Regions from separate parts of the Rattus norvegicus genome. Here region 1 is linked to region 2. A link is a contact called in public Hi-C data. All regions are on one chromosome and are shown on one strand. The core of a region is the stretch at or near the end of the contact, and the rest is flanking DNA. Distances in the headings are between cores, read along the strand shown.

Region 1 (4,631 bases), core at 2,117-4,616, 130 kb before region 2:
CTAGTGTCTCTGTGTGTGTATGCTGCTTTACTCTCGCCTATATCCTGAAGGAAGAAGTCACTGCTCCTCCCAACCCGGTGCCTGAATCTTACTGGCTCACACAATTTCTCCTAAGAGCTTTAGGGACAGAGAATTAAAGAGAGAATGAATGGTTGGGAAATACCATAAACTTCCAGCATAGTAAAATGTGGGAAGATCAGCACAGATGTGGTGTTTTGTCCTTTAAGCCTGTGATGAGCAGGGAAAGGCCCTTGCAGGTGAAGGTACTAGGACCTTCCTCTTGGACCTGTTTTTGACATGCCCCTTCTAGTCCAGGTACAGTTGGTTCTAGGTTGGGAGATCAGTTAGACTGGTTCACCTGCTCCAAGGGGGAGACAGAGATGAGTGTCCTTATAACATGTCCCCTTTGGAAAAGGTATTACAATGGCTTTCCATTGCATGTGCTTTCCTATTTCCTTCCAGCCCCTTTTACTCAGACTTCAGTAGTTAGTCCTGAGTCACATTGTTGTGGGTATTATAGAGTTCATTGATTTGATTTGACTGAATATGTAAACATGCAAATCTAAACAAATGAGTTGCTGCTCTTAGCTGAGTAAAAAGATCCTGCCACTGGCTTGCTGTGTGGAGAAAGGTCTCTATGCCTTCCAGAACCAAGTATCTCAACCCTCTTACCCTCTGGGTCTGGTTATTGGTCACAAGTTCATAGATGGGGGATGCTCTGGTCACTTCCAGCAGAACCGGCTCAGCAGGAGTTTCAGGGCTGGATGTCACATGACACAAAGGACAGGATGAGGGACACCGTCCCTTGCTCTGGCACTCCATCCGGACTCCAGCTGCCATACGCTTGGTGCCAGAGTCTGACAGGCTAGCGATGTATTCTGGGAATGTCAGCACCTTGGGATCCCTTTCCCGTTCTTCTGACTCATCAGATGGGGAGTTGCCTGCCAGACAGGAGAAAAAGAAACAGTGATGGGGGGCAAGATAGCAAGGACTGCCATGACTTGGTGGCTCCTGAGTTCTGAGGTCTAACCTTGAGAAGTTGGAAAGTGTCACTAAGGGAGTAAGACTGTGACTCTGTCATTCTACTTAATTAGGGGCAAGCATCTTCCCGGTGACATACAGAGTTGGAAATAGCCTTTCAAATATAACAGGTTGTTTCTCTTCTGAGAATCATTGACTCCACTCATGCACTCAGAGGGATGTGTCTGCAGTAAGTCTGTTTCCCAGAAAGCAGATGATAGCAACAGTGACCGCTCTATGCCTTGGCTTCTTCATAGCTCCCACCTCTAGTGTTATCAAATGAATGCATAAAAAAATGGTTTGAAGACACACATATGGTTTCTAACATGCAGGAAGCACTCAGCAACACAATCTTGGTCATAATTACAGCTGAGGTTTATGGAGCCTTCCTATGGCATTGGGGTTGACTCAAGATCTCCTTCAGCCATTACATAACCATTGCCAACAGTCTACCATTCTACCCATTTCTACATATCAAGAAAGGGCAATATCATCAAGGTCCCAAAGATAGTGGATTGTGAAACTTGGTATTTGAAACCAATGCTGAGTCCAAAGTGTTTAAGTCATACAGCAAGACCAGCATTGCTTGTCTGTATAAATAACTCACGTGTTGAGAATGCAGAGGAAAGTTTGGCTTTTTCAAAAAGATTTTTCTTTTCACTGTTGTTTGCCACTTAGGAGTTAGCTACACAAATTCTTGATCTATTTTCAGTGACAAACATGAGAAGAGCCTACTAGAGAATAATGGTTTGTTCCCCACACAAGAAAGCACCATTTGCTCTCTCTTCCTTCAGCCCTCCTGTTTTTCCATTTTACTCATTAGCTGTAAAGGACTCTGTGGACAGAACCCTCCAGATTCTCAAGCTATTTTCTGACAGTTGGTGTCCCAAGCAGGAAATGATTTTGGAGAGACTTCTGTGCCTTCGGAGGTGGTGGGTACACAGAATGTTCCGGTCTCCAGTGGGTGCGCTAAGAATGCCATACTTGATGGGATGCAGTGTGAACTGGTTGAAAGGCCTTGCAAAGTGGTTCCGGGAGGTGATTGGGAGATACGACTCACTGACTTAGAAAAGCAAATGTTCACTCCTCTGGGGTATGGGGAGCACACTCTAAGCCCTCTCTTACTTGCTGTGTAATGTGGGTCCATGTGGTGAGGTTCTCACTGTTCTGGATTCCCAAATAAAGAGCATTATGTGAATGAGACACGGCCAATCCTGACAGGTGCCATCTCTTGTGTCTGAAGGCACAGGATACACTCAGTGACTACGGGAGTCAGTCTATTTAACATTTATATTTACTGAATCATAGATTCAGGATTGCATTCCAGTCCCTCCTGGATTGTAGGAAAACTAGACAATGCTGCTCGCGCACGCACACACACGCGCGTGCGCGCACACACACACACACACACACACACACACACACACACACACACACACACACTAAAAGTCAAAGATTATGACATCAAACAGAGCCCAGACTAACCAACCTCAAATCACTTCACCCACAGGTTCATCTTTATAATTATTTAGGCTTCTGCATCTCAGCCATGGTTCTGAACTTTACCTTATGCTGAGAATGGATTGCTAGCAGTATTTGAAAAGCCCATAGACTAGCCAAGGCTTTCTATACCCCATTTTTGATCTAATTTCTTGACTTCTTCAGACTGCTGAGTGACTGGTTAAATAGGTGGAGGCAGAGTGATCTTTGGGCAGTATCTGGTGTCTGTGCAGTCTTCTTGAGGTTGGGAGCCTTTTTCTCTTTGGCTCTAATCACATTATCGCCAGAGACATTTCTGTAGGGAGCCACAGCCCTCCTTTGTTGAGACTCCATTCTGAACACTTGCGTATCTACAATATGACCACTAGATGGTGGTAGTTGATCGAAAATGACAATATTCCATGCCGTGAGACCAGGCTAGAGAAAATAAATTTTCAGGATTCTAAGGATTATGTGGTGTCTCGATATTCTAATGGCTCTTTTTTCCTAATATACAATAAAAACTAAAAAGCAAAACAATTACAAATTATGTACCTCATACCTCTATGAGGAAAATATGAAAACCAGGCGACAATGACAGAATAATTGAAAGAAAGCTCACAGGAGAGTTTTAAAAGAATCCTCCCCCAATATCCTTAATTTTGAGTAAAAGTTACTTCAAATGTGAAGTAATAGGCCAACATGTTTTTCTCTTACCTTTCAACAAACTTTCCTAGGTCGCTATCTAGATGAATTGTACTGAAATATACCACCAGAGGGCACTGTAACGTGAGTGCTGTGTGGCGTTAACGTTCCTGCCCTCCAGCTGGCCATCATTAAAGCTTGTAATTGCTGTGAACAAGAGGGGCTGCTCCCCTTGTTGCTGTCTTCTGGCAATGCCAATTAAAATCAAGATGCAGTTAATCCCTGTCAATACCCATCCACCCTACATTCTTGGCAAGATTAAAGAGTACAGAAGGATGGCTGAGGAAAGCATATAGCCGGAAGTGATAGGTGTTCCAAATGCTCCTGCTTGCTTTTATCTTCCGGACCTTATTCTTCCCCATATCGGGTCTACATATCAGGTCCCTGCTGGAGGCCAAGGCCAAGGCCATATACCTAGCTAACACCATGCTCACATGAGATGGAACTATCTAGAAAGAGGCTGGATTTATACAGAGCAATGAACAGTGAGCTCCCCAAAGCCATCTATTCAGTCTCCAGCCAAGAATAGACATGGGCACGAGAGAGATTTTTCAAAGAGAAAATCCATTTTCTATGCGCAGCTAAAGATACAATTGGGAAATGGTCCTTAAAGTGATGGGGTCCATCGCTGAAGGCCCACATAAATCTCCCTTACCCCAAAGACAGTGCCACCATTTGCTGCATGGGAATGAATAACTCAGATCCAAAACTCTTCAGGAGAGTCTGCTGTCTGCTGGTGAAAAGGTGGGAAGAGGGAAAGCCACTTTATCTCCTATGACCCAGTGGTCTCCTCTTTGTATTGGCTACTCCTATTGCAGTCCTTGAAACTTTTCACCATCCTATGGCACCTACGTAAAGATGCTCCTGGAATCTGAAACACCGTGATGCTTCGAGAGTACATATCTACTTCAGTAGATACACGGTCTTTGAACAAAAGAAATAATCTATAGTTAAGGTCTTGAAAGATGATGACCGGCAAGTGTGTCAGCTGATAAAAACCAAACAAACAAAAACCAAACCAAAACAAAACAAAACAACACACTCGTGGTCCTCACCACTGGTTTTGCAGAATCCACACTTTTGTTCTCAGGGAGGTCTTCCTGTCTGGCTGTGACACTTAGCTTTCTTACAAGTGGAGGAATATTCAACCTGGAATGTAGCTAACTACCGTAAAGCTGCAAAGCACTTTGCAAAAACAGTTTGCTATAAATAAGTGCCATTTGCTTTAGGCTAAATCTGTATCCTCCAGCACATAGTGGATGAGTTTCCCCAATAGAATACCATGGTATGAGAATACTGCCATCCTTAATGCTCAGAATCTCATTGTATGTGTGTGTGCCCATGGCCTTAGGCATGGACATATTGACCCACCTCAATTCAGGGGCATATTACAATGAAGAGAGTGACCCAGCCATTCTCATGCAGGC
Region 2 (4,115 bases), core at 87-2,586:
GTTCAGCCAGTCACTGGCATCCAGCTGGCTCCCCTCCAGCAGGATGAAGCGGCTCCCTACAGGGTGACAGAGAAGAAACACATCTGCAGGGGCACACACAATACATGGGCACATGTCACCAGAGGCAGGGCACATCCTAATTCAGGATCGTTACTTCCACCAATCCTAGCCTACCATTAGTATCAGCACAAGGGAATGGCAGATGGAGGTCCTGCAGTCATATTGACTGCTGTGAGGCCAGGGACCTTAACCCTTCCAGCCGTATCATCGCCTACTGCCCTGCCTCACCTTATATTGCAGGAGTGTTCCTACGGGAAAGAGGACAGAGTGGCTCTGTGGTGGCCATGGCATGGCTCCATCAGACCCAGCCACAAGGCATTGGCACTGATCCAGGTCACGAGGATGCGCTGCCTCTGTTCGCCTCCTGTGAAATAGCACGTTTGCTAACACTGTGAACACGCCCCACCTGTTTCCAGCCTTGCAGCAACAGAGAGACTAGATATTAACAAATCAATTAGATGCTGTGGCCCTAAATGATTCAGGGACTCTCAGAATCTATAGTAGTCCCTTATCATTTTGGGGTCCCCCCGCATGAAGGTAAGTTATTACTTTCGAGGTCTAGGTTTATAGCGAGTTAATACAGTTAATATTCTATCACTGGAACAACACAAGCGAAAGTATGGCCGATCCTAAAACACCTCTAGTGCTCCTTCCTCAAATGGTAAAAGACCATGATGCCTACACAGGTATAGCCACTGTGCTTTGCATTTCTCTACAAATAGGAGATTATCTACAGAGAATGTGCATAGAGTATTGGAGATGACCTATTAAGTTTTTCATCTGCTCAAGTTCTGAGATGATCTGTATACAACCTAGCCATAACCTCTATCTTATGGCTTGGGATGTATCCCTCCTCCCCACCATCGTGATCCTTGGTTTCTCCATCTTTTGCTCAGCTTGAAAACCACCAACTACTGAAGCAGCAGTTCCATCCTTGGCAGGATGAACTCACCATCAGCAATCAAGTGCTCGGGGACGTGTAGGGTGATTTTGACAACCAGAGGGCAGCTGACGTGAGAAGAGCACACAAGGCCAATCACACAGCTGGTGACACTGATCAGCGTCAAGGTGGTCTTATTCACAGGACTTCGGGGAGAGCCCACTGAAAGCAAGACAAAAGCAAACAAGACATAGTGGTAAAGATACAGGCACTGGCCATTTGACTCGGCCCTCTGCTGGTAAACAGTCAGCAGTGGTGAGCTGAGGGCAGACTCTCCCCAGTTTGACCGGGTCAGGTTTATGAGAGGCCACGAGGGGGCATTACTCCCTCTGCCTCCCTAGTTGAGTTCAAAACTCTTGGAGGCAAAGCTGTTTCAGCCCTATAGTACAGTCCCATTACTGTTCATAGAGGGAGCTGTAAGGACATGCTCTCGCAGTGTAAACCTGGGCTTCTGGGGACCTTCTCCCCTGCAGGAGCTTGCCCTTGTTTTATGGGTGAGCAAATGATGCTGTCACACCAGAATCCTCCTCTCAGCCCAGACAAAACTGGAGAGAATGGTAAAGCAAAAGCTTGCCTTGCTCATCTAGAGGGCTTAATTTTCTGCTGCTTTTGGATGAAGAGGTGGTAAGCAGAGGGAACTTTTGCTGGAGGCAGGATACATGTGGGCGGGTGAGAAAGCGAGACAACAAAACGTAGAGTTCTCCTGGAAATTTCTTACTTATGTTAATATTTGTTATGGATAGCAACATAAGTTCCATTGTGGAGGACACTGTGCTAAGCATTCCCATACATTGCTTCATTTTAAATATTTGTCTCCTCATAATATACCTAGGAGCCTGCCCAGTGGTTATCTACTTTGTAGAAGAGGAAAAGAAGTCTCAAAGAGATGGCCTTAATTGTGACTGCTCACACTGATGAAGTGGTCGTTACGTACCAGGGACCTGTGCTCAGAGGTCACTGATCGTTCACATCACTGAATAACAATTGAGGCAAGTAGCTGTCATGAGAGGCTGCAGGGTATGACTAGAACCGAGCAGCTATAAAGATTTGAGCTTTGGGAACCGCTGATCTCAGGAAACACTGAGATGAGTTTGGGGCCCAGGATCACCCATCCATCAGTGTGCAGGGTCTCCCAAGGGGCTGTAGAGAGAATTGGGAGAAAGAAGAGATGCAGAGGTTGCCAGTAACCTCTGGTTCTTTCAAGTTGGAGATACACTATTCATACCAGTATCTTTACAGCATGTGTCAATCCTGAGCTTCCCCTGAGAAAAACTAATTCCCCCATCTGGGGACAAATTTGAAGCAAACTTTATTAAACATTAAATACTGACCTAGAGATAGACTTTGTTCAGGACCGTTCGCTAGAATTTCCCAGCTGAATGACCCTAGACCAGTACTGCAGAAGTGAACCTATAGGCAGAGGTACTTTCCCACAAGGCTTTGTTATTTTTTAAGAACTACAACTCTCAGCATTCTAGGAAGCTACCTGGTCCTGGGGAAAGATAACGCTTTCAGATTAATTTTGGACATTAAACACGGAGTCCATTTCCTCATATTTAATGATCAACCCATCCCAGTCGCAGTAGCAAATCCACAAACAGAACCTCCTCCAGCACTAAAATATCACACACTGCAAACTATACCTGCCCTCTTTCTCAAACCCAGCTTCCCTTCTGATCTCCATTCTCATCTGATGGCTTCTCAACTCACACAACTGCATTTGGTCCAACTCTCTCCCCGTTTGCTCCCGGGGCACACTTTCTTTGACCCACCCTTTGAATAGAAGGTGTGTTATTTAAGTTTTCACCTTCATTCTCTCATCTTACATTAGGACTCAGGCAGTACCTGTCTCACTCCCACAGACATGCCCCCTGGCTGTCAGCTAGCATCTGCACCGCCTCAAGAGGAGAGAGACCTCCACATAGCACAACTGACTAGCTAACTCAGCAGACTCAAGACCTGTACAGTCACGGCCATGTTCTTCCTGGATTCTGCTGATCTTTTGGCTTTCCTTCCTGAACAATCCACAAACATGCACCAGAGACTTTACTGAAGGAAACTATGTTTCAGTTTTCTCACTAGACCATTCTTTCCATGCCAGTGACTTTGCACAGATTATCTCCTCCTCCACAGAAGGCCATTTTGTCACCTTGTCATCCTGGTCAACACCTACGCTTCAACAACAGCTTCCTGAAAACACTTCCCTGAAACCCTTAAGAACAGATTCTCACTCTTCCTTGTTCTTCTAGCCCTCAGTGCACCCTGCTGTTACAGCTCTTATCACACGATGTCATCACTGTTTGCAGGCACTTGCCACTGCCCTCCTGTGATTGCAATAACTTGCAACTGATATTTTTGTCCCTTTCCTCTACGTGCACTGTCAACCCACAATCTTGCATCCTCTCCTGCCTTCACATTTTCCAGTGGTTGGCTACTTGTTTACAGGAGCAAGTGCAATGGTAACGGCAGGTTTGAGCTCTTCGTAGTTGGCTTATTCTCTTCCGTCATCCTTCCCTTCCCTATGTTTGTTTATATCCTGTCTAGAGCTACAGGCTCACTTCCTTGACAACCACATTGCTTGGAGTCCTCAGTGTTTTTTTATGTACTACATTCCTCTACTGAAATGTTCTCATCTAAGAATTCTTTTTCCAGACATTCCATACGTTGCCTATGTTTCAGTGCTAAGTCTTCTTTATGGCCTCCTATTGCTGCCACGGAGAAATTAAGTGTTATCGCTTCTGAGTGCTTGTTTTGTTTATTTACATTGTTAAATAAAGCCTTATCATTGTGCCACGTTTTCATGTTTCCACTACCTATCATAGAGGCTAACCCATAGAAGCTAGGTTGGAAGATGCTTTCCCAGGTCTAATTGATGTACCCAGTCCAATTAAGCAGACACTCACACATATATATTATAGGAAAAATCCTTTGGTAGGCACTTCGAAAAAATAATTATAGGAATGCCCCACCTCCAAGCGCTTACAGTTTAGTTAACAGCCAGAGACAGCTGATGCATTACTGGGACTTGGAATTTAGAAAAACAAATCATGTCGTGCTGGAAAGTAACTAACTAAACCCATCACCAGGGGCTTTCTCAAATAAGACTTTATTAAAA

What was found. Hi-C and Micro-C count contacts between places; a contact is called where the count stands out from the background.
Region 1: a contact with region 2 is called in a Hi-C map of frontal cortex, with 5 times the contacts expected there. The contact joins two enhancer-like sites. A contact is called at or near these places in 4 of 12 Hi-C or Micro-C datasets (the A7r5 cell line, Schwann cells, frontal cortex and 1 more).

What each region holds. Positions count from the first base shown.
Region 1 is chr13:73,350,291-73,354,921 of GRCr8, reverse strand. Astn1 (astrotactin 1) reads right to left here. Exons shown (of 23, transcript NM_001170603.2): 17 at 673-941. Among named protein-coding and RNA genes, the nearest start is that of Mir488, 140 kb to the right of the region's middle. Within about 2 kb of position 3,366, at least 4 of the 93 cell types and tissues checked have an H3K27ac peak or open chromatin away from gene starts, as enhancers often do.
Region 2 is chr13:73,217,707-73,221,821 of GRCr8, reverse strand. Astn1 (astrotactin 1) reads right to left here. Exons shown (of 23, transcript NM_001170603.2): 6 at 1,013-1,162; 7 at 1-56. Among named protein-coding and RNA genes, the nearest start is that of Mir488, 3.2 kb to the right of the region's middle. Within about 2 kb of position 1,336, at least 7 of the 93 cell types and tissues checked have an H3K27ac peak or open chromatin away from gene starts, as enhancers often do.